Regions from separate parts of the Sus scrofa genome. Here all the other regions are linked to region 2. A link is a contact called in public HiChIP or PLAC-seq and promoter capture Hi-C data. All regions are on one chromosome and are shown on one strand. Each heading gives the region's core, a stretch centred on a gene start, on an enhancer-like site or on the middle of the called end of the contact. The rest is flanking DNA. Distances are from core to core; before and after follow the strand shown.

What was found. Promoter capture Hi-C pulls out the DNA fragments that hold promoters and counts their contacts. HiChIP or PLAC-seq counts read pairs in DNA pulled down with a chosen protein or histone mark.
Region 1: a contact with region 2 is called in a promoter capture Hi-C map of fetal skeletal muscle, with 2.9 times the contacts expected there. The contact joins the promoter of SMU1 here to the promoter of UBE2R2 in region 2. A contact is called at or near these places in 1 of 5 promoter capture datasets (fetal skeletal muscle), 6 of 47 Hi-C or Micro-C datasets (alveolar macrophages, embryonic fibroblasts, liver and 3 more) and 1 of 2 datasets of contacts at active chromatin or transcription factors (alveolar macrophages).
Region 3: an H3K27ac HiChIP or PLAC-seq map of skeletal muscle shows a contact between it and region 2, with 3 times the contacts expected there. The contact joins the enhancer-like site here to the promoter of UBE2R2 in region 2. A contact is called at or near these places in 2 of 5 promoter capture datasets (fetal liver and liver), 7 of 47 Hi-C or Micro-C datasets (embryonic fibroblasts, heart right ventricle, liver and 3 more) and 2 of 2 datasets of contacts at active chromatin or transcription factors (alveolar macrophages and skeletal muscle).
Region 4: a promoter capture Hi-C map of fetal liver shows a contact between it and region 2, with 4 times the contacts expected there. The contact joins the promoter of UBAP1 here to the promoter of UBE2R2 in region 2. A contact is called at or near these places in 2 of 5 promoter capture datasets (fetal liver and liver), 1 of 47 Hi-C or Micro-C datasets (liver) and 1 of 2 datasets of contacts at active chromatin or transcription factors (alveolar macrophages).
Region 5: a promoter capture Hi-C map of liver shows a contact between it and region 2, with 4 times the contacts expected there. The contact joins the enhancer-like site here to the promoter of UBE2R2 in region 2. A contact is called at or near these places in 2 of 5 promoter capture datasets (fetal skeletal muscle and liver), 4 of 47 Hi-C or Micro-C datasets (embryonic fibroblasts, fetal skeletal muscle, heart right ventricle and 1 more) and 1 of 2 datasets of contacts at active chromatin or transcription factors (alveolar macrophages).

The regions. Positions count from the first base shown.
Region 1 is chr10:33,395,731-33,400,877 of Sscrofa11.1, forward strand. SMU1 (DNA replication regulator and spliceosomal factor) reads left to right here and starts at 3,653. Exons shown (of 12, transcript NM_001243898.1): 1 at 3,653-3,715. The coding sequence starts at 3,690.
Region 2 is chr10:33,012,563-33,017,725 of Sscrofa11.1, forward strand. It overlaps UBE2R2 (ubiquitin-conjugating enzyme E2 R2), which reads right to left and starts at 1,911. Exons shown (of 5, transcript XM_021064700.1): 1 at 1,127-1,911. The coding sequence starts at 1,303.
Region 3 is chr10:32,708,497-32,713,649 of Sscrofa11.1, forward strand. DCAF12 (DDB1- and CUL4-associated factor 12) reads left to right here. Exons shown (of 9, transcript XM_021064687.1): 7 at 1,479-1,641; 8 at 3,619-3,797; 9 at 4,322-5,153. The coding sequence ends at 4,480. Among named protein-coding and RNA genes, the nearest start is that of DCAF12, 37 kb to the left of the region's middle. Within about 2 kb of position 3,690, at least 5 of the 83 cell types and tissues checked have an H3K27ac peak or open chromatin away from gene starts, as enhancers often do. A contact at or near this core is called in embryonic fibroblasts and skeletal muscle, where this site is marked.
Region 4 is chr10:32,622,520-32,627,625 of Sscrofa11.1, forward strand. It overlaps UBAP1 (ubiquitin associated protein 1), which reads right to left and starts at 3,515. Exons shown (of 8, transcript NM_001267841.1): 1 at 3,323-3,515.
Region 5 is chr10:32,552,040-32,557,789 of Sscrofa11.1, forward strand. It overlaps UBAP1 (ubiquitin associated protein 1), which reads right to left. Exons shown (of 8, transcript NM_001267841.1): 6 at 3,002-3,184; 7 at 1,962-2,063; 8 at 204-1,334. The coding sequence ends at 1,194. It overlaps KIF24 (kinesin-like protein KIF24), which reads left to right. Exons shown (of 14, transcript XM_013980172.2): 14 at 1-724. Among named protein-coding and RNA genes, the nearest start is that of UBAP1, 71 kb to the right of the region's middle. Within about 2 kb of position 2,527, at least 19 of the 83 cell types and tissues checked have an H3K27ac peak or open chromatin away from gene starts, as enhancers often do. A contact at or near this core is called in liver, where this site is marked.

The DNA.
Region 1 (5,147 bases), core at 2,403-4,902, 380 kb after region 2:
TACTAGTCAGATTTGTTTCCACTGTGCCACAGCAGGAACTCCCAGGACTCTAATTTTTTTACAAGCTGGGACTCATTCACTGTGAAATCTGATTAGGGCCCTTCAGTTCCTCTTTTCCACTTTCTTCTTTGTGTGAAGGGACTCTTCAGTGTCTCCCACCAGCCTCACAACCAGACATGCAGACAGGGTTGGCTATCCACCCCACTAGCTCCATCTCCTTTTACTTGCTGGATGATCTGCCATTGTGTTTGGATGCTCAGGAAAGTGTCCCTTCACAGCCCTAGGGATCACATGTGCATGTTTAGGCCACTCAAGGGAATTCCATCCCCCTTGCCAGTGATGTCTTCAACTTGACAAGGTGACAATGATGCCACCTTGGTCAACTTATCAGCTTAAGATGGAGGATATCTGGGAAAGGTTTTTGTCCCTGATAGAAATTAATCTGTGTAGAGACACTCCCCCCATTTTGGCTGCACCCACAGCATATGGAATTCCAGGGTCAGGGACTGAATCGGAGCCACAGCTTTGACCTATGCCACAACTGTGGCAATGCTGGATCTTTAACCCACTCTGCCAGGCATGGGATCAAACCTGAGCCTCAGCAGTGACCCAAGTTGCTACAGAGACAATGCTGGATCTTAACCCACTGCATCATAGGGAGAACTCTGAGAAACCCCTCTTTTGACTCTACAGCCAGGACCACATTGCTCTCTAAAGATAGCAGTCTTGCTCTTTGGAATTTACAAGAAAGCATATTTTGTTCAAAGTTGGAAAAGATGGCTTTCATTCAGATGGGTATACAAAAAAGATGAAGGCCCTCTGCATGAAGGCCCTGCTCTGGAGTAGGAAGTAGGAGTTAAAAAAGTGGAGGTTGAGCAATCCCACTCTTGGGCATATATCCGGACAAAACTCTACTTAAAAGAGACACATGCACCTGCATGTTCATTGCAGCACTATTCACAATAGCCAGGACATGGAAACAACCCAAATGTCCACCCACAGATTATTGGATTAGGAAGATGTGGTATATATACACAATGGAATACTACTCAGCCATAAAAAAGAATGACATAATGCCATTTGCAGCAACATGGATGGAACTAGTGACTCTCATACTGAGTGAAATGAGTCAGAAAGATAAAGACAAATACCTTATGATATCACTTATAACTAGAATCTAATATCCAGCACAAATGAACATCTCCACAGAAAAGAAAATCATGGACTTGGAAAATAGACTTGTGACTGCCTGACGGGAGAGGGAGGGAATGGGAAGGATCTGGAGCTTGGGGTTATCAGATACAACTTAGAATAGATTTACAAGGAGATCCTGCTGAGTAGCATTGAGAACTATGTTTAGATACTCATACTGCAACAGAACAAAGGGTGGGGAAAGAAATATATACATGTAAGGATAACTTGATCCCCTTGCTGTACAGTGGGAAAAAATAAATTAAAAAAATAAAAAATTAAAAAAAAGTGGAGGTTGAGTTAGAAGAACTCTGAGTCATGTCTTGCCATGAGCAGGTAGAATTATGCGATAATTTTTCTCTAGACTTTGCCTTGTTATCATGTTCGATAAAATGGGTCTAACCTAAGAGAAAGGGACAAACAGTTGCCCAATTTTAGCACCTAAATATTGACCTTGCCTTCTACTTCCTTTGCCCATCTTATTGGGGATCTCTCTCCCATACACCTCTCCTTTTTAAACTATCTGGACACCTGTTAGCCTAGTTTACAATGGCAGCTTTCCTGTGGTTGGCCTGCCCTCTGCTGGATTAAGGAGACGAATTGCAGAGACATGCACTTCTGGGAAGGGCCAGCTTTCTGGAAAGGGGACGTGATCAGGAGACTGGATTTCCCTTGGGGTCACTCTAGGCTGTTTATTAACCAGAAATTAGGTCTAGGAGGCTGTGACCCAGCTCTTGAGTGTGCAGTGTATTCATCTTCCTTTTAGAGGTTAGAAATTGTCTGTGTTGTGTGCCTGTTTGAGGTTCTTTATCCATGTACAGGTGGAGAGATGTGAGAGACCTCATTTGTCTAGTGATAAAAATGAAATATTCTAGGAGTTCCCATTGTGGTGCAGCAGAAATGAATCTGACTAGCATCCATGAGGATGCAGGTTCAATCCCTGGCCTTGCTCAGTGGGTTAAGGAGCTAGTGTTGCTGTGGCATAGGCCGGCAGCTACAGCTCTGATTCAACCCCTAGTCTGGGACTCTCCATATGCTGTGGCTGCAGCCCCCCCCACCCCAAAAAGACAAAAACAAAATAAACCAAAAAATGAAATATCCTAGACAAGTTGATATTTAGCAATTGTCACAGTTTATCAAATTGCTAATAAGGGATCAGCAAGGTAATAAAGCTTATGCTTTGGGTATGGGAATGATATGGAAATTGATGGGTTATATAGTTGGGATACAGAAGATTTACATAAGCAACTAGTTTAGTGGGGGAAGAAACTTCCTAACTAGGTAAAGAGTGCAGTTTGATTATATAAAGTAACAAATGTCATAGTCAAATCTGCTGTTACAGAGGAAACATGGATGAGGATAGTTTGTGATGCTGAGCATTGGCTGTCAATCAGAGATTAAAAGTCAGGAGTTCCCTGGTGGCTCAGTGGGTTAAGGATCTGGTGTTGTCACTGCTGTTACAGATCCCCCTGGGGTTCAGTTCCTGGCCCTGAGAATTTCACATGCTGTGGGAATGGCTTAAAAATACAAATTTTACAACACAGATTTCTTACCATTGTGCTGCAAATATTTTTTTAAAAATTACAAAGGATGGCAAAAAAATATTTAAAAAAATAACCTACATGAAATTCATTAATATCTCTACTTTTCACTTGTCTCTGCTAATTTAATTACGTATGGCTTAAAGTCTATTAAAAGAAGTCGCAAATCTCCTTTTACATATTTGTATTTGCCTTCGTCGTTTTTCTTGTAATTGCATCACTGTTGTGAAACCATTTTCAAGTAAATACTTAGTTGGAAATGCTACAAGTAATCTAGCTCTTTCGAAGAAGTGAATATGCAAATCCCTAAGGCCCAAACTTAATCAGATTAATTTAAATGTGTTTTGGCTTTAAAATCTTTCATTTATTCACTTAAACTTAATGAACTCTTCTACAAATGTTGCTAACTGGGCCACTGGTTTCCAATGTCTTAATCTCCCAGAGATGTATTGTAAATCCAACTCTTTTTTTATTGGCTACATTCATGGCGTATGGAAGTTCCAGAACCAGGGACTGATTCCGAGCCGCAGCTGTAACCTATGCTCTGCGCTAGTTTTGAACCCATGCCTCCTCAGCAACCTGAACTGCAGCAGTCAGGTTCTCAACCCACTGCGCCACAGCGGGAACTCCCAATCCAACTATACCTTTAAATCTAGTCAACTAATTAAAAAGTAAACCAAAAAAGAAAAATTTTAAAACCAGTCCTTTAAGGATAACTTCCCCTCCAAGAAAAAGAAAGGATTCTATAGGAGCCGGTGCCTATGTTCCAACTCTCGACAGAAGAGTTGAAGCTCCGCCCCTCACGTACTCCACGCCCCTCTTCCGTACAGACCGCGCCCAGAGCCTGCGTCTGACGTCGAGCGGAAGTGACGTATAGGGGCCGCCGGAGGTGTCGTTGGTGCGTTGCGCGGCTGGGCCTTAGAGTGGAGTGAGGCCTGCGCTCAGGAAGCTAGAGCCATGTCGATCGAAATCGAGTCCTCGGAGTGAGTCCTGCAGTGGGAATGTTACCGAAGTGGCCGGGGCCGGGAGGCAGAGGGTTGCGGGGGTGGGAGTGGGAGGTGGTGGAAGCTGCTCGGGGGAGGCGTCCGAGAGGCTGGGGAGCGGAGGGGCATTTCCTTTCCTATAAAGAAGCTTTTGGGATCTGGCTACCTTGGAGGTGGACCTACAGAGAGGTAGCAGATGAGAAGCCCAAAGCCCTGTGGAAGGTGGCGCGGGGCTGGGGGAAGGAGACTCCTGGAAAACCTGAATTCTAGCCCTCGCCAACTTCTGCTGTACCTTGTAACTGAGCAAATTAGCCATCCTATTTGGATTCCGGTCTATCAGCACAAGGGGGCTGGGCTCGACGCCATCCATCTCTTCCCGTCCCCATCGAACACCGTGGTGGTTTCCTCCCTGTGCGTGCACCGTCCTTTGCTTTCTTCTGCACAGCTTTTGGTATCGTCACCGTTTTTCTGCCCATCCTACTAACCTGTATAGCTCCTAGGGACTCGTTTGCATTATAGTCCCAATTCCCAGCCCATCGTAAAGGCTCAATAATTGCTTTTAGAATGAATGAACGACTATTTTATCAGGTTCTGTCTGGCGCTGAATTTTATTTAGCGTGTGAGCTCTGTAGTCACAAAGGAGGGACAGAATTTGGAGATTGGGCAAGGAGAATGATAAATTTGGGAGAGAGGGGGACTAACGAATGATTGAAGAAAGTCTTCAGTAAACTTCTCCAGGACTCCATCCTCCACCTTGTTCTTGCCAACGCTTAGTAGTTAAGTCAGCAGACAACATTTGTGTCCTGAGTGTAAAGGAGAGGACTTGTCCTGAAGATCTGCCATAGGAGGAAGGGAGGTTTATTCATTTAGCAAATACTGAGATCTACTGTGTATATTTGTTCTAGCCCCTGGGACTGTAGTAGTGAACGAAACAGACAATAACCCTTGCTCTTAGGGAAAGTACATTGTGATGGGGAAGGCAGACAGCAGACAAAATCAGTAAGTAAGATAGCTTAGCAGATGGCTGTAAGTGTTGTGGAGAAAAATAAAGCAAAGATGGACAGTGAAGACAGTTATGGCAGGAGTTGGAAAGGAATCCACCCTTTGGGGCCTGAATAAAATCGGGCACTGACCATCCTCCCAGCCTTGGCTGCAGCATGTTTTTGTGATCAGTAATTGCTGCTATTTACTAAGTATTCTCTATGCTAGTTACACTATGTGTTGTAGTCAATCCCTTTGATCAATCCTACAGGGTAGGTATTTTTCTTAACAGATGAGGAAACAGGCAAAGAGATGTTAATTGACTTGTCTGCAAGTCACAGTTAGTGAAAGAACTCTGATTGAAATCCCAGCCTATCTCCAAAGCTTTTAGCTCTTTGTGTATTACATTGTGTTTGAAGGAAGTGAATTTGATTTTGGTTATATCAAATTT
Region 2 (5,163 bases), core at 661-3,160:
TCTGTCTCTGTACCTCTACCATTTAAAATATTCAACTTTCAATCTGTGATTTGCCTCTTCAAAAATGGTAAAAACAAAAATTAAAAATCCCCAATACCTCTAAGTTATCTACCGTGGAATAAAAAAAAAAAAAATACTGGATTCAGGAATAATAACCACTGCTCTAAAATCGTGAAAAAATAGAAACAATGTCTACGGTCGCTAAGGAGTCGTCCTACTCTGTGACACCATCCCACCGCAGGTGATACTTTTCATCCGTGAAATCACCCTCCATTTGCCAGTTAACCACCTGAGCAAAAGGTTTCAATTTTGTCTCACTAAGGTGGGAACCAATCCCCCTACATCACCTGTTCCGCCCTCTGTGGGTGTTTCTACATGTGGGGCCGGGGGAGGGAGGGAGTCAGTAGAGTTGGTAGCAGGGTGAGGACAAAGGGCATTTTGACACACGGCTGAAGTAAATAGAAAATGAGGACAGAAAAGGGGCTAGATTCAAGTTCTCTAAAGTAGGTAATGGCTAGAAAAAGCAGGCAACCTTGTTTACCAGCGCTAGGGTCCTATTCTTCATGACCGCCCACTGGAATGCGAAGTTGGAACCACCACTATTCAAGAAGCCCAGCAAATCCCCAAAATGTCAGGGCACCAGGCAGCCTCTGGAATGACAGACCGATACCCTTCCCCCACCCCCACCCCCACCCCAAAAGAAAGGTCCAATCCCATAAGTGCAGGTCACTCTGCCCTCTGGGGTAGTTCCAGCCGGCGCAGAGATGGTCCCGATGGGAGGACGAGAGGGGAAAGACAGACCACCTTTCTTCCCGCACACCCTCAGCTGGGGAAACAAAACAAAGACCGCTCTCCTCCTCCTCCTCCTCGGGTAGCCACTACCCTAGCCACAGAGACTTTCCTATTTCCCGGTGCAGTCTGGCCTCCCGCCCCCGCCCCCGCCCCCATGACAAAGAAAAGGCACTTGGAGAGCCAGCGAGGCCTTCCTGCCTCCACGGATGGGGGAGGGGGCTGCCGACGTGAGGAGCCCCCTCCGCTCACCCGCGCTGCCACTCTTGGCCGGGAAAAGAGCGGAAAGCGGCGGCCTCCGCCCGAGGAAGCCAGGTTGGAGAGGGGCTGGGGGTACCTTGAAGTAGCCGCCTTCGTAGAGGGTGTTAGGGGGTCCGAAGATGGCAACCTCCCAGTTGTAGAGGTCGGACTCATCCACCAGGGTGATCCGGAAGCCCTCCACCGGTTCCTCCTGCAGGGATTTCAGCTCAAGCATCAGGGCCTTCTGCGAACTAGTCATCTGCTGCTGGGCCATCGCGGCGGCGGCGGCGGCGGCGCCGGGCCGGGGCCCCAGTCCTCACGCACCGGCCGGGCCGGACCAGGCCCCTCCCCTGCGCTCGCCCTCGGCCGGGCCGCAACGGGCCCCGGTCTTCACACACCCGGCGGCCCGGACCAGGCCCCAGACGGCCCGTGGGCCAGCCCGGTTCCTCTTCACACGACGCGGGCCGGGCCGAGCCCTTCTCCTCGCACTCAGGCCGTGTGGGGGAGGGGTGGAGAGAGTTGGAGAAATTCGCTCCTGGTCCCGGGCCTCCCCCCCCCGGAGGGGGCCTCAACTTGGGGGGGGGGGAGAGGAGGTGGAATTGGAGGAAGGCGGCGGAGGGCCGGCGATGGTGAGAGTACGCGGCCGAGCCGGCCCGGGAGCGCCGCGCTCGCTCGCCCTCTCGTTCTCCTCGGGGGCCGCGGGGCCGAAGGGCGCGCGGAGCCGAAGGGCGGGAGGAGGGCGGCACGCGGGGGTCTCGCAGCGGCGGCGGCGGCGGCGGCGGCAGCGGCGGCGGCTGCGCGGGGGGAGGGGCGACGGCGGAGGAGGAGGAGGAGAAGAGCGAGAGCGCCTCGCGCCGCGGGAGCGACGGAGTCGAGAAGAAGGAGGGAGGGAGGGAGAGAGAGAGAGAGGGAGGAGGGGCGCGCGTCGGGAGGGAGGGCGGCCTGGGGCGGAGGGTGGCCCGACGCGCGTGCGCGCGCCCCTCCCTCCCCCGCCCTCCTCACCCTCACCCTCCTCCTCCTCCTCCTCCTCCTCTTTCTCCCACTTGGGCGCCTCCTCTCCGCTGCCCCGCGTGGTGGCGGCGCTTTGTGACGCTGGCGCGTGTCCCCCACCCTTAAAGGGCCAAGCGTTCGTGCGGGCCGAGGGTGGCCGCAGGAGATTGCCCCTGGCCCCAAAATGACAGTTGTGTGGCTTGACGCCATGGTGTCAAGGCGCGCCCCGGAAGGGACCTCTGATCCTAAAACTGCTTTCGCTCTCCTTCCCCTCGGTGTATCCACAGGCCTCTGCACCGCTCCTTATAGGAGCCCTGATCCATCTTCCCTCCCGCTTCCTTCCAGTGACACAGTCTGCTCTCCCTGCACTCAGTAGATGCTTGACAAGGATGTGCTGATAATGTGGGTCTTATTGGTGGGAACAAGCGTCCCGACATCTCTTCTGCATATCCAGTTCTCATGCCATTGTATCCTTGAGAAAGCTGTGTCACCCGCATAGGGAGTTGGGGGGCAGTTTCCTATTGGAGAAATGAAGAAGGCAGATAGGCCAGTTTCTACTTCCCTTCTTAACTACAATGAAGAAATTGTAGGAAATAGAGAAATAATAATACAGACAGAACCTGGGTTTCTGGCCCTTTTCTGTGTGATTTGAGGCAAGTGCTCTGGCTATCCCCCAGTTTACCCATTTGTAAAACGATGTATTTGGTTGAACTTTGACCTCCCTACAGATCCTTTCAGCTTGAAAGTCCAATCTAGAACTGGAGAACTTTCAAGACAATCATAACTGAAGTGAGGTATGAAGACAGTCTTCAGTCCCCATGGTTTAGAATACCGCTTTCTCTTAGGAAGGCATGTCCTATGATACTGCCTGAATACTTCCTAGAAAGGCCAGGATACTGTGAGTTCCACATAGTTAGAATTTGGGGATCAGAAAGATCCTTGGTTCCAACCCTAGCTCCACCATTTTCATTATATTACCTCTTCCTTGTTCATTTCCTTCCGTAAAAGAGAGTTAATTATACCTAACATATAAACAATTGTAGTGATTAAACAAGATCATCTATGTACAGAATTTAGCACAATGACTAGCACATGGTAAATTATCCATAAATAGGACTTTAAAGAAAAAAAAATTTTAAGGCACAGCTATGTTTGGATACATCTCAATTTTTTAGTAGGCTTAAAAAAAAGTTTTGGATTTATAGAAAAATGGAGAAGATAGTACAAAGAGTTCCCATATACCTGGCAACCAATTTATCCTATTATTAACATCTTACATTAGTGTAGTACTTATTACAATTAGTGAACCAGCATTGATAATTTTATTATTAACTGAGGTCTTTACTCACATTTCCTTAGTTTTTATTTAATGCCCATTTCTGTTTCAGGATTCCTCCTAGACACCATACTATATTTAGTTTTTGTGTTTCCTTAGGCTCCTCTTGACTATGACAGTTTCTCAGACTCTCCTTGTTTTAGATGACCATAAAAGTATTGAAGAGTACTAGTCAAGTAGTAGAATGGCTCTCAATTATAGTTTTGATGTTTTTCTCATGATTAAACTAGAATTTTGGGGTTTGGGGGAGAAGATCACAGGGATAAAATGATATTTTCATCATATCAGGAGACTATAATATTAACATGACTTAATGTTGATATTGACCTGGATCACCTGGCTGAGGCAAGATACCAAGTTCCTCCACTGTAAAGTTACCCTTTTTACCTTTCTGTATTGTACTCTTTAGAAGGAAGTCACTATGCATAACCAAATGAAAGATCCCCTTCATTTTTTTGTTATTGTTCTTTTTTTCTGAGCTGAAGTCTCAGTATTTTAAAGAATCATTCCCTAGCTCCCAACTCTATTCTTTAGGTCTTGAGACCAAACTCCACTGGAATTAGAGCATATCTGAGTCAATGCAACCCCTCCTCCCCAAATGATGGTGTATGACTGGTTCTAACTTCCTGTCCTTCACCACTCAATTTAGGGACAGGAAGATTGCTGACCTGGAAATATGGGAGATGATGTTGACACCTTTAATAGCAAGGCTGTGAGTAGACAAATAGGCAGAAAGTTCATCTTCAAAGCATTTCGCCCACATAAAGTTATCACAGCCCCACCCTGACCCAGAAGGTAGCAGGTGCCTAGCCTAAGTCACTGGAATACACATCTGGCATCCAGACCAGAAGCCACTTCCTGGACTCAAATCAACTCACAAACTCATACAATATTCATGATGCCATGACCCTAAGGTGGGCGGCTAATAAACATATACGTGACTAGAAGGCTCACAGCTTAGTGTGTTGATGAGTTGTGTATTTAAGACTCCATTCTCAGAGGACTCAAAATTCCCCATAAGTTGTCTCATGCCTTTTTATCTTAGCAGGTAAGACATTGTTTATTAGTAGGTTGTAACTGTGTCTTATTCATCCCTGGATCCTCAGCAACTAGCACACTGTTTGACACAAAATAGATACTAAGGAATTGTTCTCATGGGTTCATAGCTAAGGGTAAAAAGATAATCTGTAACAACAACAACAAATCACAAATTGAACCCCAGGCTCCATTCCCATGTCTAATAGGGATCTCTTAGACACATAATAAGTGCTCAAGATTATAAACTCCATAAGGACAACAGGTCTTATTCATAACCATATACAGGCTACTATGATGTTTGGCACATAGTGGGTATGCAAAACATATTTGTTAAAAGAATAAATGGCAGGAACAGCTTCCCCCATAGCGTCATGATAGGCAGATTGACTTCACTGACTGGTGCCCTCTAGTGGCAAATAAAACAGGATATTTATGCCCAGTCTGTCCTCTAGTACTCTCCAACCAAGGCTCTTCTGAAGAATCTATTATCTTTCTTCCAAAGAGAAAAGATGTGAAAATCTTGGTAAAATAAATGAGAGAGGAGGGTATTTATTTTAAAAAGATTAATTATGGGAGTTCCCTTTGTGCCTCAGCAGTTAACAAACCCGACTAGTATCCAAGAGGATAAGGGTTCCATCCCTGGCCCTGCTCAGTGGGTTAAGGATCTGATTTTGCCATGAGCTGTGGAGTAGGTTGCAGATGCAGCTCAGATCCTCCGTTGCTGTGGCTGTGGCTGGCGGCTATAACTCCGATGGGACCCCTAGCCTGGG
Region 3 (5,153 bases), core at 2,440-4,939, 300 kb before region 2:
ACTCCTTCAGCAAGCAGTCCTCTAATTCACAATGCACTGAAGCATTTGCTTATGGATTATTTACTGTTTGTAATGTTGTGATGGAAGGAAATCTTAAATGTTAGGAACTGTTGTCAACCAAAGATCAGTTAAACTGAGATAAACCAGATCTAAAATAATCATGTAAGGTACAGATTTAATTTACAATATTTGCGAACAACTTTTAGGACTGCACCTGAGGCATGTGGAGGTTCCCAGGCTAGGGGTCAAGTCAGAGCTATAGTTTTTATTTTTATCAGTTTTTTGTTTTGTTTTGCTTTTTTGCTTTTTAGGGCCGCACCCACAGCATATAGAGGTTCCCAGGTTAGGGGTCCAATCGGAGCTACAGCCGCTGGCCTACCCCACAGCCACGGTAATGCCAAATCTTGAACCATGATCTGCGACCTATACCACAGCTCATGGCAACGCCGGATTCTTAACCTGCTGATCGAGGCCAGAGATCAAACCTGCATCCTCATGGATATTCGTCGGGTTTGTTACCCCTGAGCCACAGCGGGAACTCCTGCCCAGAAGTCTTTGCTGCTTGGAGTTCCCATTGTGGTTAACAAATCCGACTAGGAACCATGAGGTTGCGGGTTTGATCCCTGGCCTCACTCAGTGGGTTAAGGATCTGGTGTTAATGTGAGCTGTGGTGTAGGTTGCAGACACGGCTCAGATCCCACGCTGTTATGGCTGTGGCGTGGGCCAGAGGCTACAGCTCCGATTAGACCCCTAGCCTGGGAACCTTCATATGCTATGGGTGCAGCCCTAAAACACACACACACACACACACACACACACACACAAAGTCTTTGCTGCTTATTACTTCTGTGATAGACTCTTTTTCAAGAAGAAGCAATGCTCAGAAATCATTGATTCCTTCACATCCCAGCAGCCTCTGGGCTCTGCTGCCCTTGCTCGGTGCCTTTAGGCACCACTGAGGATTGGCTGAGTGACAAGGATACAGGGTTAGGGCTGATGGGGTTACCTGGGCTTGAGCAGTCCCATGAGCATGCTTTCTGCCCTGAACAGCTCCCATCCAGTGGGAGTCAGGCTAGGCAGTGCCAGAAACCAGCTTCTTTACCTGAAGGTCTGTGAGAAAGGTAGTGCCTCTTTCTGGCAGAGAGAAGGGAGTGGGACCTTGCTTTAGTGCCTCGAGGTTATCCCTGGAAATAGCCTAGTTTTTGGTCTCTCTCTTTCTGAGTATTGAATTCCAGCTTGACCTTTTTTTCTTAACTTTAGCACCTGTATCTTATTGTTGATTATTGTCACCCTTTCTTTCCCTTCCATACTTCGGGGTGGAGCAGGGCGTGACTTACTCAACTGGGGCAGGTCTTTTTATCTCTGACTTTGTGTGGCTTGTGTGAGGAAAGCCCACAGAGGTGAGCATCTGGGAACAGTGCAGGGCCCTGTGCTCTGTGGTAACGCCATGGGTGCATCTCTCCTTTCTCTCTTTTCAGCTCCTCTCCACCAAACTGCCATATTGCCGTGAGAATGTGTGCCTGGCTTATGGTAGTGAATGGTCAGTGTACGCAGTGGGCTCCCAAGCTCATGTCTCCTTCTTGGATCCACGGCAGCCATCGTACAACGTCAAGTCCGTCTGCTCCAGGGAGCGAGGCAGTGGTAAGAGGTCCCGTGTGCCCCTTAGGCTTCCAGCTGCCATGTGAATGGGTTTTGACCTTTGGTTTCTTTATGGGTTTCCAAACAAATACTTTATGGCACCTGGTGGGGGTGTTTAGTGACACAGAGGGAAGCTTGAATACCTGCATATGGCAGCAGAGCTCCAAATACCACTGACAGATGTGTAGCCACAGAAGCCATTGGTGGAAACCAGTGTTCAGGATATTAGTGGTGTCTGTGTTCTCTCACAGAGCCCTACTGAATGTCCTGTGGTACTTCTTTGCTGGAACCCCCCTGAACTGTACAATTCATTTTGTGCTAAGGGATGATGTGGGGTGAGGAGTTTACAGAGGGCCACGAGGACATTTTTAGGAGTGATGAATATGCTTGTTGTTTTGATTGTGGTGATGGTGTTATGGATATATACACATGTTAAAACTTCAGGTTATAGAAGAGTTCCCTGGTGTTCTAGTGGTTAGGATTTGATGTTTTCACCTCTGCAGCCTGCATTCAGTCCCTGATCTGGGAACTGAGATCCCACATGAAGCTGCTGCTCATTGCAGGAAAAAAAAAAAAAAAAACTCCAACAAAAAACCAAAAAAACTTCAAATTATATACTTTGAATATATGCAGTGTATTGTATGTTAATTATACTTCAGTAAAGCAGAAGAAGATATTTATTTGAGATCAGTGGGTGACTTAGGTTTCAGCCTCCCTTTTTTTGGGGGGGCGGGGTCTTTTCTAGGGCTGCTCCAGCAGCATACAGAGGTTCCCAGGCTAGGGGTCCAATCAGAGCTGTAGCCACCGGCCTACGCCACAGCAACTCAGGATCTGAGCCTCGTCTGCAACCTACACCACAGCTCACGGCAATACCAGATCCTTAACCCACTGAGCAAGGCCAGGGATCAAACCCACAACCTCACGGTTCCTAGTCGGATTCGTTAACCACTGCACCACGATGGGAACTCCCAGAATCCAAATTAACCAGCTTAACAAAGTGTGTTTTCTTCATCTCACATTGTCCCCCTTCTCATGCAAAAACATGACTATGTTATCCTGAGAGTCCTAAAAGGCAGTGTGGATTTCAACTTAGCTTCTCTCTTCAAGCAGTAGTTATTTTTGTGCAAATGTTGCAAAGATGGCCTTTGCTTTGGGTTTTTTGTTTTCACTTATAGTTGAAATGCTCACATTTTAGAACAGGGAGAATAATGTCTGTAAGGAGACTGGTGAGGGAAAAAATAAACAGGCTTGGCCAGAATGATGTCTACCATACAGAATTTCCAGAGATTTTGGTTACTATTTACAGGAGTAGCTTTCATACTTAATAAGGAAATCCTGATTTCACAAATATTAGTGAGCACCTCATATGTACCTAGAGACATCTTCATATGCAGTGCACTTATTTGATCCACAGATAGAGCAGATGTATTTTTCCCTCTGACTCAGAGTGATTAGACGACTTGGCTTAAATTCACAGTATAAGTAAGAGACAGTGCTCCTTTGAATGCTTCAGTTCTAGGCTGTTTGCCACCCTCATAACACACCTAATTCCAGATAAAGACCTCTGGCAGTGCCATGGTAGTGGTTTTAGGTCAAGTACAAGAAAGTTCTTGTTAATGTAATGATTTATAAATATGTAGATTACCCTCAGTTTTAGCATGGATTGGAAATGTATAATGGCGAAGAGCTTAGAGTTACGAAGATGACTTCAGAGTGAGTCTAGGAGTGGCAAGGAGGTTCCAGGCATACTTATGGTTGGGCCAGAAGCATCTTGGGCATCATCGGGCTTCTGGTACTTCTCGGAGGCTCATGGAAAGGTTCCTGTTAGCGTGTGCATGGGCACTGTGGCATCAGGGTTCTGGCTTTTGCATGAGCTGTGTCTGCCTTGGGAAGAGCACTGTGGTATTTAGGGTGCCATGTGAACTCTCTCAGAGAAATTCAGGCTAGCAGAATTTGATTGCTGTACTTTTTCTCTCTTAGGGATCCGGTCAGTGAGCTTCTATGAGCACATCATCACTGTGGGCACAGGGCAGGGCTCCCTGCTGTTCTATGACATCCGAGCTCAGAGATTCCTGGAAGAGAGGCTCTCAGCTTGTTATGGGTCCAAGCCCAGGCTAGCAGGGGAGAATCTGAAACTAACCACTGGCAAAGGCTGGCTGGTGAGTAAGCCCCTGCCGGACAGTGACCAAAAAATTGTCTTCACTCTACTCACCCACTCCCACCCCTGCTGACACACTACCTACCCACATAGTTTTTTCACTAGTAAGAGGCACTCTTCAGAGCAGAGAAAGGCACTTTCCCTTGATTTTGTTTTTGTGACTGCTTGTCTGTGGGAAAGCAGAGGCCCAGTAAGACATACCAGTTGACCCAGGTTAACCCCCAGGTGATAATAGAGCCAGAAGAAGAAGGAACCTCCCACTGAGGCTGCCAGTGAATTCTTAAAGCACTTGGTTCCAGCAGTCCTGAGACCTTAGGTTTACATAGCAGTTCTTCAGCCTGTTTGGCTCCTCCCTCATGTTCATTTGGAAAAATGAGGCCCAGTTCCCATAAACATCAGTCTCCTGGTATCAGGTTATAGCTATAGGACCTTCTCCTCTTAAGGAGCCCAGGAAACATTCCTCTCCCTTCTTTCCCCTTTCCTGCCCCATGGCAAGTGCTAATAGAATCTCTCTTTTTCCCATAGAATCATGATGAAACCTGGAGGAATTACTTTTCGGACATTGATTTCTTCCCTAATGCTGTTTACACCCACTGCTACGACTCGTCCGGGACGAAACTCTTTGTGGCAGGAGGTCCCCTCCCTTCAGGGCTCCATGGAAACTATGCTGGGCTCTGGAGTTAATGACAACTAACTCTCTTCCAAAATGCAGAGATTTACACTAACTTCCATCCTCAGTTTCCATTTCTTCTTTTGATTTTTCTCCAGTTGTGCGAGGCCCTCATATTTTAGTGGGAACAGCGGAGTTTGCCTATAGTTGAGGCACTTGACAGAAAGAAGCTCTGTATGGAAATCTAGAGTCTTTTGATTCTTTCCTTTTTTCCATTTTTGGTAATCAGAATTTCATTTTACTGTCTTTTCTTTCTGCTTTTCAACCAAACGTTGTTAATTCCTGTTTGTATTTTTTCTTTAAGTGACACACACTGTCCCCTCTCTGGCTTCTTTAGGCTGACGTAGTCATTCTTAATTCTCACCCTTACTTCACTCTTCAGAGGTAGGGCTTCTTTATAATTATATGGTTGCTGTCAGACTTTCTGTGAAAGTTTGGGGGCTGTGTGTGTGTGTTTGTGTGTGAGTGTGAGAGAGAGAACTTGTGTGCCTGCAAGTACAGTGTGTCACTGAAATTACCTGGAGTGAGGATTACTGTAATTAAAATATTTATAAAAGAAACAACTTTATTCACAGAGACCAGCTTTAGGACTAGTCTTTATCTTGTTTTATACAGTCTAACAACACTTATTATAGGAAGTAAAAACAGAAAGGAAAACCCTTTGAGTTAGATTGCAAGTCCTGGGGA
Region 4 (5,106 bases), core at 2,265-4,764, 390 kb before region 2:
CAAGAACAACAACAACAAAAAAGACAAAAAGACAAAAAAAAAAAAAAAAAAAAAAAAAAAAAAACTTTGGTTAAATTCAACACCTAAAAAGCATGCCTATCACAGCCTACCTACCTAAACAGATTAGGATTGAGTAAAGTGTTTTATTAACAAAGGCCCAGTGTTAGCACCTTTCCCTTTATAAATCTAGCCACCCTCATCTTAAAAAAAAAAAAATGTTTTGGCCCTGCCCATGGCATGTGGAAGTTCACTGGCCAGGAATTGTACCCTCGCCACAGCAGCTACCCAAGCTGCTGCAGGGACAATGCTGGATCCTTAACCCACTGTGCCACAAGAGAACTCCCTAAAATTTTGAAAATCTGGAATTGTAACTCTCAATTCATAGGAAAGTATTATTCTTACATTCAAATTATTTTCCAATATTATAAGAAATTGTGGGGAATTCCCGTTGCAGCTCAGTGGAAACGAATCCAACCAGTATCCCTGAGGGTGTGGGTTCAATTCCTGGCCTCGCTCAGTTGGGGATCCAGAGCTGCCGTGAGCTGTGGTGTAGGTCACAGACATGGCTTGGATCCCAAGTTACTGTGGCTGTGGAGTACCGTGCCAGAGTAAGCCAGCAGCTGTAGCCCCAATTTGAGCCCTAGCCTAGGAACCTCCATATGCCACAGGTACAGCCCTAAAAAGCAAAAAAAAAAAAAAAAGAACAAAGAAAAGAAACTGTGTGCTACAGGTTAGAAGAGCAACACCCTGTTTTCTTCTTTCTCTAAAGGCGCTTTCCAATAAGAAATCAGATTCTGGAAAAGCAAGAGACTTTCACTTATCTTCCTGATCCAGAGGCAGATTCCCATGCTGTGTGGGAAACTAAATCCAGCTGATTGCTAAGCTTCAACTCAAGGTTTTCCTGATTCTAAGAGGAAGCTTATTTAATGTGTACTTTAAGGTACTGCACCCTACATTTTGCATTTCCTGAGAAAGACTGCCTGAAGAAAATTACCTGACTAATGATGAACTGATGGTGGTTTTGGTTTGAGTTATTCGGAGGGAGGAGGGGCGGGATTTACACTTAAAATCATTTACATGAGTTCCAGCTGTGGTGAGGCAGGTTAAGGATTGCCATAGTTGAAGCTCTGTTTCTATCCCTGGCCTGGGAACTTCCACATGCCTTGGGTGTGGCCAAAAAAAAAAAAAAAATCTGCAGGTGAAAAGCCAGCAAAACATTCAACAATACAATTAAAGAACAGGAAAAAAAATGTATAATACTGACATCTACACTCTGAGGTAATGAAAATAATATCTGTAATACTGAAAAAACTCGGAGAGAATTTCAGGCACTGAATTAAACTTCAGGAACCTTCTTTTTGCCTAACCTGGCACATGCAGAAGTTCCCAGGCCAGGGACTGAACCCAAACCATAGTAGGGACCCTGAACCCAAGCCACTACAGTGACAACGTCAGATCCTTAACCCACTGCACCACAGGAGAACTCCAGGAATTTTCATTTTAAGTATGTTACCACAGTCAAGACATCAAAGAAAAGTCACACAAGATAAAGTGACATTTGCCAGTCTAAGAAGTGGGAACTAACAACTATTGATGAGAACTGTTCACAGACCTAATATTATCATATTAGGATACTGTTATTGTCTTCCTCAAAATCTAAAAGAACAATAAAATCTTTCAGTTATAAAGTATGTCATGATGAAATCAGTCAAATACTAAACAAAAGAAAAATTCAGGAGTTCCCATCGTGGCACAGCGGAAACAAATCCAACTAGGAACCATGAGGTTGTGAGTTCCATCCCTGGCCTCAATCAGTGGGTTAAGGATCCGGTGTTGCTGTGAGCTGTGGTGTAGGTTGCGGACGCGGCGCGGATCCTATGTTGCTGTGGTGCAGGCTGGTGGTTATGGCTCCAATTGGAACCCTAGCCTGGGAACCACCATATGCTGTGGGTGCGGCCCTAAAAAGACAAAAAACAAAAAAAAAATTCAGAAAGTTCTAAACATTCACATAATTTTCTTCCTTAGTCTTTCTTTGCAAAAAACACTTTTCCTTCCAATGAGGCCATAGCAAGTTAATAATTTATTTGCTATGCAATGATAGATTTTCACTAGAGAAACATTAATTTTCCCATTTCCATAATTATAATGTCTTATTAATGCAATACACAATAGGCATTGAATAAGTGTTGAATAAATAACAGAAAGAATGAACAGGATGGATTAGGAAAATTTAACTTAAAAAATTCCACTTTAAAAAGTAGGCTAATACAATGTAATTTTTCTAGACTTTAGATAGTTAACATTTTTTCACAAAATAATAGAAACTTTCAGTTTAACTAGGTTGGGACATTAACTAGAAAGAGCTGGCTATCACTAAAAACTAAGTGCCCTGTTTTTCACATCATCAAATGTAACAAAATTCTAAAGAGAAACATCCATCATATCTATCGAAATTCTCAAATTCTAATAATCAGAACTGAGGAAAAAAGAGAAAGCACTAGTAAATCGAGTTAGAATATATTTAATAGGTCACTAAATTACCAAACCTGGTTTTACAACACTCGTGGTGTCTAAAAACTCTCAAAATTTCATTTCAGCTTAATATAAAATGTATTATGCCCAGTCATACATTTAAGAAGCTCGTCTGGAAACAAGAACATGTGGCTATAACACAAAGGTCAGAGATCACTGATAGAGAACAAATAAATGAACTATAACTTGATGTTCCCCACGAAAGATTTGGGGCTGTTTGTGAACCCCAGGTATAGATAAGTCTCCACCCAAGAAACAAACAAAAGAAGCAAGGTTAACATACCCGGAGAAGACCAGACAATGTCAAAGATACCCCCAAAGATCATGCACTCCGGGTCTGGTCTCTCTTTCTCCCAAATCTCACCGCCTCGAGGAGAACTAAATCTGCATTTCACGTCCCCAGTTTACTCTCAACTTCCTATCACTCACCTTTACTAACACCTGGGTCCCTCGCATCAACATCCTCTAATTCCCACGGAGCGCTCTCACTCTACCGCGACTATTTTCCAGGAGGGTATTAGTCCCCTTAATCCGAATTCATTTATTTTCCCGCAACCCATCTGCCCTCCGCCCTTTCAACTCTGGTCCCCTCACTTCGACCCTTCTCCCAGAATCCTCCCCAAGTCACCCATCTCCGTCCCCTTCGCCCTCACACCCCCCTGGGCTGCAGCTCCTTTCATTCCTCTCAGCCTCCGGCTTCTTCCCTGTCCCTCCCCCATCCGTCTCCCAGTACCGGCTTCCTCCCCCAACTCCGCCCCTCTCCCCCTCCCCCAGCGGGAGGCCCCCTCACCTGAACGCCGCCGCCTCTGCCGTCCCAGAAGCCGAAAGGTGCTGCCGCCGACCGGCCTCCCAGGCTCGGTCCCCGCTGAGCTCCTGACGGCTCCTAGGGAGAGCGAACGCCACCACCTCCAACTCTGGCCGCCCCAGGCCAGGCCGTCACCGTAGCCTCCGCCAGTACCACAGCCGCCATGTTGAAGTCCCGCTTCCCTCCTCCTTCCTCTCACGGCTCCGCCCCTTTCGGCGTCTGATGTCATGGCGCCGCGCTCCACCCCTCGAGCCAATGGGAGGAGTCGTCGGTAAAGTGACTAATCTCTCCTAGGGCTGAACAACTCCTGTCTGGAGCGTTTCGAAGGAATGAGTGAACCCTGCTGACCAGAAAGGAGGGAGGAAAGGGGATGGGTCTCTGAGAGGGTAACGCGTCAGGGTTAAAGAAGTTGCCCAGGCGGGAAGCCGCGACCCATCAATCTCCAAGGGACGCACAAAGGTTTACCAAGGAGATGTATTTGGGAATAAGGATGTCTGGCATCTGGCCCCGGGTCATTGACTTGGTGCAAAGTACTATGATACTTTCTGGGCCTCACTTTTCCTGTTTACAACCGAATGAGTTGAAAGGTGACCTCTAAATCTCCCTCCAGTTCTGACTTTCAAAGGAATTTAAACCAGGTAATCCAATCCCAAATGTTTACTTCCTTCTGCGCTTATTGGAGTTCTGGAATCAAGTGCATGGAGGTTCATAACTGAGTAAGATAAATCTTTGTTCCCAAAAGTTCCTAATTGGTGGAAGATAAAGAAGCATAAACAGTTAACTCTAGAAAAAGTCAGAGTATAATGGATTCAATTGCTCTGGAAAATCGACTTTTGGGAGTTCCCTGGTTCCCTAGTGGTTAAGATCCAAGCCTTGTCCCTGCTGTGGTTCAGGTCACCCCTGTGACAGAGTTAGATCCCTGGCGACAGAACTTCTGAATGCCATAGACCCAGCCTCCACCACAAAAAAAATTTACTTTTTAGTAAAGGATTAAGAAAGATTTACATCTCTACAGTTTTTTGTTGTCTTTTTGCCATTTCTTGGGCTGCTCCCTCGGCATATGGAGGTTCCCAGGCTAGGGGTCCAATTGGAGCTGTAGCCGCCAGCCCACGCCAGAGCCATAGCAACTCGGATCCGAGCCGCGTCTGCAACCTACACCACAGCTCATGGCAACGCCAGATCCTTAACCCACTGAGCAAGGCCGGGGATCAAACCTGCAACCTCATGGTTCCTAGTCGGATTCGTTAACCACTGAGCCACGACGGGAACTCCTCTACAGTTTTTTAGTGAAGTAGTAAAGTATGTGTACAGTCTCATATCCAATTCTTCAGCCCTGTTTTCTCTCCAGAACTCCAGAGAAGATAATTGTAACTTGAAAAGTGCAGTAGTTTGTTGTTGTTTTTTTTTTTTAATGGCCGCACCTGCAGCATAGGTACGTTCCCCAGGCCAGGGATTGAATCCCAGCCACACCTGTAACCTCTGCCACAGCTGAGGCAACTCAGGATCCTTAACCCACTGCACCAGGCTAGGGATCTAACTTGGACCTTCACAGCAACCCAAGCTGCTGCAGTCAGGTTCTTAAGCCACTGTGCCACAGCAGAAACTCCCAAGAGTGGGGGGGTGGGGGGATGTGCCTGGGCTGTGGGATGGAAATCCTGTGAAATCAGATTGTTATGATCATTATACAACTACAGATGTGATAAATTCATTTGAGTAATAAAAAAAATGGAAAAAAAAAAAAAACTCCCAAGAGTGTCATAGTTTTAAAT
Region 5 (5,750 bases), core at 1,277-3,776, 460 kb before region 2:
CTCCCCGTCTTGGCCTGCCTTTGCAAACCAAAAACCAGGGCACAGCTCCTTCCCAGAATTTGAAGAAAGTACTGAAACAACAGAAAATGGTTAGGTCCCATTCCAATCCCAGCAAATCTCAGCAGGAAATCCTTCATCAACCACTCACCTCCACCCCTCCGTGAAAGAGCCCTTGGCAATAAAGAAATGATCACAGCAGGACATACCTTTTAGATTTTTATTAGTAGTTCTCTCTGAAGAATGAAAATAGTTAGCAAATTACATTAGATTCATCAAGACTGTATATCCTCTGTATTTAGATCTTTAATGATGTACAACATAATACAAAACAAAGAGACGGATTTCTATGACTAGGTGTTACTGTGTCATCCTAGAGCAAAGGGCTGGAGGGAGAGGCTGTTCTCCAGGGAGAACTGAGGTGGAGTTAGTGCTGAGTGACCAAATCACCGCCTGTTTTTTTCTTCCCCACTTGATGCACTGGGAAGGGGCCAATGATTTCTTAAAATGACAACTGTTCCTAGAACAAGGGGGCTCTAAAATCCTGGGTAGCAAACGACTGTGGTCTCAACCAGACCAAAAGAAACAGGCTGGGGCAGGAAAGTAATGCAATTGCCTAGCAGAAAAGGCAAACTAGGGCCCCAAGGGAAAGGGCATTCTTTGCACCTCAGAGACATTGCAGAACCAGTGTAACACTAAGTGACATGAAGGGGGAAAAAAACAAAACCCTGGAAGAACCTCTCAATTGCACTCAACCTGGATTAGAGGTCAGTCCACCCTTGCAGAGGAGGAAAACATCTAGCCCCAAAGCAGCACTGAGTCTGGCCCTCCCACCCCTTCTCCCCAGCTCCTTCTGGCAGCTGGGGTGGGTTCCGGTTGAGGCCAAACAGACCCCAGAAAGACCAGAGAAGTCTCTCTGGAGGGCCAAGGTGGGAAGGACACTTCTCAAAATACAAATACATTTAATATGGAAGGAGCCAGGACAGTTCTGGGCACATGAGCCTGCCCAAATCTTTCCCACTTTCTCCCCAGCTCAGGGCCTCGGCTCATAGAGACCTGGCGAGCACCGTCTCCACACCTGACCTTCCACCCCCAAAAGAAAATCCAGAAGTGTACCCCTTCTCCTTCCCCACAGATGGGCTGCTCAGGGCCTCTGGCAGGGGTGGTTCCGTGGCAGGGCCTAGGCAAGGCCTATCTCAGCTGGCTCCCGCCCGAGCCATGAGGTCTTCCAAAGCATTGTCCTGGTCATTGTTGTGTAGGAGCAGAACTTCCTTAATGTCTTTCAGTTCAAAGCCCATTTCCTTAAATTTGCTCATTAACTGAAGAAACTCCATCATCTAAGGGAAAAAAGAGAGTAGACTCAAGAAAGAGTTCCAGCCACAGAAAATAGCTGAGTGGAGCAATGTGTGTGTAAGGGGACTGCTGGGGGAGCCTGCATCCTTCGCCAGAGCCTCATGAACCCCTCTGAGGTCCCCAAGCAAGCAGAGGAGGGCCATGGAGGAAGCCGGGGTGACAGGTGGGTGCCAATCAACCTCCAGAAGGTGTGCCCAGTCCCAACTCTAGCTGACCTTTACTCAGGTCCCACCCACTGTGGGCATCCGTGCTCCCACTCAGGAGGATACTGGTCTCAGAAAGGGCTGCCCTCCAGCAAGCAAGCCAGGTGAAGTGATGAGCAATCTCCCCCATCATCCCAAAGTATGCCTGCTTTTTTTTTTTTTTTTTTTTTTTTTTTGGTGATGGTGATTTTACCCTTCCCTCCACTAGGCTTCTAGATAAGTCTTCAACCCAATTATCTGAGCCTAACACCCAAACTAGCCAAATGCCGTATGCACACAGGAGGTTCTGTGCTTCAACAACTTCTGCCCACAGTCAGTGGAAGGAATAAAGACTGTGGTCCAGGAGGACCCCCAGGACAGACGACTTTGTTCTTTCCGGAGGGTTCTTATAAAGCATGAGGTGCCTACCTTTTCCTCTGAACACTGATGCATTTCCAGAGCCTCTTCCACTAAAAGAGGGTCGAAGCCTTTCTCACAGAGCTGTCCATGTGCAAAGAGATAGTCGAGAATCTAAGGGAAGAAAAAGGTTTAGGCGTTCCCGTTGTGGCTCAGTGGTTAACGAATGTGACTAGCATCCATGAGGACGTGGGTTCAATCCCTGGGCTCGCTCAGTGGGTTAAGGATCCAGCATTGCCGTGAGCTGTGGTGTAGGTCACAGATGTGGCTGGATCTGGCGTTACTGTGGCTGTGGTGTAGACTGGCAGCTGTAGCTCCAATTCGACCCCTAGCCTGAGAACTTCCATATGCCATGGGTACAGCCCTGAAAAGAAAAAAGAAAAAGGCTTAATTAAGCATCTACCGCCCATCCTGACTGTGCTTCCCAAAAGTCTTATGCACAACCAACAAGTATGACATCTGCTCCCCAGCTTGGCTTAGAATCAAAAGAGGACTTGACTTTGTACTTTGAACTGTGTCCAACACAGCAGGACCCGTGTGACTACCTGCTGACAGGCACGCCCTTCTAAACATGAGTAGCCACTTTTCAAAGGCATTCCTGTCACAGCTGACTCACACCTCCCAGCTGACGTCAGTCCACAGCCCAGAAAGGAAAGTCTTCTGAGAAACCACCCAAGTCAGAAAGTGCCCCCCAAAATTTAGGAACTCCCTAGGCAACTCTGACAGAATAAACATTTCTGGAAGAAGACATCTGACATACCTCAAGCCTAGTGTGCCCTCCCAGGAGAAGCAGAGAAAGGAATTAACTGGGTAACTGTCAACAGCTCCAATATTCCCAGGGCATTCCCTCAGCCTGGGTCTCAGAGCAGCCCCCAAAGCAGACGTGCTGAGGCTGCTGGTTTCCCCAACAAAGCAGCCCGAGTGCCCCCAAACATAAGGACAATGGTGCTTTGAATCTGAGCAACTCTAGGACAGAGGCTGGCCCCCACTCCAGCTCCAGAGATGGGGGGATGACCCCCCATGCACACCTCCGCCACTGACCAATCACTCACCTGCTCGATATTCTCTCCTTTCTTCTTCATGGCTCTCAGGACACACTCATACGAGTAGCCCATGTTGACCACTGTCTCCACACACTGCCGCTCACTGGGGGACAGCGTCTGCAGTTCAGAATAAGCCTGGGGACAGCCGGGAGTATTGGGCACTTGTGACATTGAAAGATTAGGAGGTGTGATCTGGTGGTGGAGAAACCAGAAGATTAGAACAAGAAGACAGACCTGGGCTCCCAAAGATGTCACTGAGGTGGCGCAATCCAGAGGCCTGTCATTTCTGACCTAATCAAGCTCGGGAGAGAAGTCTGCCTGGAAGTAAGGGCTAGGTTTCTGACCAGACATCCTGGAGAAGAATGAAGAGAGGTAGGGAGCTCTGGCTGTGGGAGAAAAGCTGGGATGACCCCTGCAAGCGTGGCTGTCCTCTGCCTTCATCCCACCCTGCAGAGTGAGGAAGCACCTCAAGAGCCAGATGCCCTTCCACACCCAACCCCCTGGGCTTCAGCTGGAGAAAGAAGTTCTGAAGACTGCCTGCAGGACTGATGCCCATGCTGGCTGCTATGGTTTCTCCCCAAGGCCCCGTTATCCCTTTCCTAGGCTGCTGTATCTGTGTCCTGGAGGGATCATTCACTTCAAATACCCCCATTCTGAGCTGACTCTCCCAGTACTGTCTATCCTCTGGGCTCAGCAGACTGCCAACGCCCTTCCCACACCCGCCCAGCTCAGCGCTTTGCCACCTTTGCCCCACACTGTGCACCATGCTTTGATTCCTTGCAACAGCCACTGTCCTTACAGAGCCAAAACTGAGGGACCACTACCCACTCCAGGCTGTGCTCTTAAGGCCCAGAATGTGGTCTCTAGGGCCCTGCCTCAATGGCACTGGCTGCAGGCAGCATACTCCCTACCACCAGACCAGACCTTGTTAACCCCTAGCCTGACTGGTGGTCAGATTCCCATGATTAAATCCTTCTCCCACTTCTGAAAATGAATCAGGCCCAAGGCAAAGACAACAGAACCTCCGTGGGAACAAAGTCACAAGCGTTTGACAGCTTGGCCTAGCTCCCAAGAAACAGGAAATATGTTTCCAGAATTTTTCCTTCTTCCCCCACCACCCCATTCTGCCCCAGGAAGCAGGGGTCCACTATTCTAGAAAATGTTTAAAGTTATATAGCGATAACCAGATGCTCTCCTCCCAGTCAGCTGGGAAAAGCCATAACGGGTCTTAAAGCCTGTTGTTTGTTTAACCATCTCACCCATCACACTCTAGGCAGCCCATTCACGAGGCTCAGTCATTATGTTATAGGAGTCACGACAGGGCATGAGGACTGGGGTCAAACCATTCTGGCCACTTTGTAGGCCCCAAGACTGTATCTGTCTTTTCAGGGGCAGGCTCTACCTGGGCCAACAGCCAACAGCATTTTGGTCACACTACTGGCACAGTATTTATTACATACCGTATGCGCTCCTAGAAGTTAGGTGCCATATCACATGTATTTCTGAATACCCAGGACCTGGCTCTCAAACTTGAAACTTACAGAGCCTTGATCAACAGTTACTGAATAAATGGAGGTCTATTAGGATTTCAAAAGGGGGATTTTATTTAACACAGTAAAGTGACACTAATTTTCCTCCCCTCCAAAGGCACTAAAATGATGATAAAACAATTAAAACCCTAACCTTGGATATCAAAAAAGAGGGAACAGCAGTGGACAACGTGTCAATGAAATTTTTAGAATGTGGAATGCTAATGGAGGCAGAGTAGCTGGCAGAGGCAGTGAAGTTAAAATGGAAACAGGAGGGTCAGTTCACCAGCCCCTGGAGACCCAGAAGCGGTTTGGCATTCGGAGGTAACACATGCTTTTGGGACAAGGCAAGGCACAAAAGAAGAGATCAGAGCAGACCTTCCCCACCTTCTGTAGGAAGGTCTAGTCTCTAGATAATGTGAACCAACATCAAAGCGGAGAAGGACAATAGGCACCGCATATGGCTGAGACAGATGCAAGAGCCAGAGAGTCTACACAAGCCTTCCACACCTTCTTTGGCCCTAATGCAGAATTCTCTGGATAAACTGTAATAGCCCCCCAAGACCTTCTCATGTTGACAGTCTACAGCACCCTTCAAAGCCAACTACCCTTCAACCTATAGTAAATCTTAATGATCAGCAAGCACACCCTAATGTACACATTCCCCCACTTTTGCTTTTATTTTAGTGCCTCACTCTTAAACATGAAAAGAAAGCCAAAGACACTAGCATAAGACACAAACCAAAAGAGGGAAAAAACAAAGCACTTGGAAATTTAAAATAAAGTGAAATTTTTATTTAAAAGATTTGAAAACTGAGCTGAGGAGTTCCCACTGTGGCAGAGCAGAAATGAAGCTGACTAGGAACCATGAGGTCGAGGATTCAACCTGGCCTCACTCAGTGGGTTAAGGATCTGGTGTTGTGGTGAGCTGTAGCTCTAATTCGACCCCTAGCATGGGGCAGCCCTAAAAAAAAAAGAAACCCAACCAACAAACAAACCAAAAAAACAAAAAACAAATGGAGCTAAGCCTTAGTTTGAAAGGATCAGGGAGGGCCAGGCACAATGAATGAACAAATCTCCAGAAATGAAGAAAAGATCCCAAAAGCTTATAGGAGTAGCAGTAGATATCAGAATGGTACAGTATAGCTAGAAATTACTGGAGCTTATACTTCAACATAAAGTATTTGAAAGTGTTTTGTTTTTTTTTTCTTTTTAAGGGAGCAATGTCT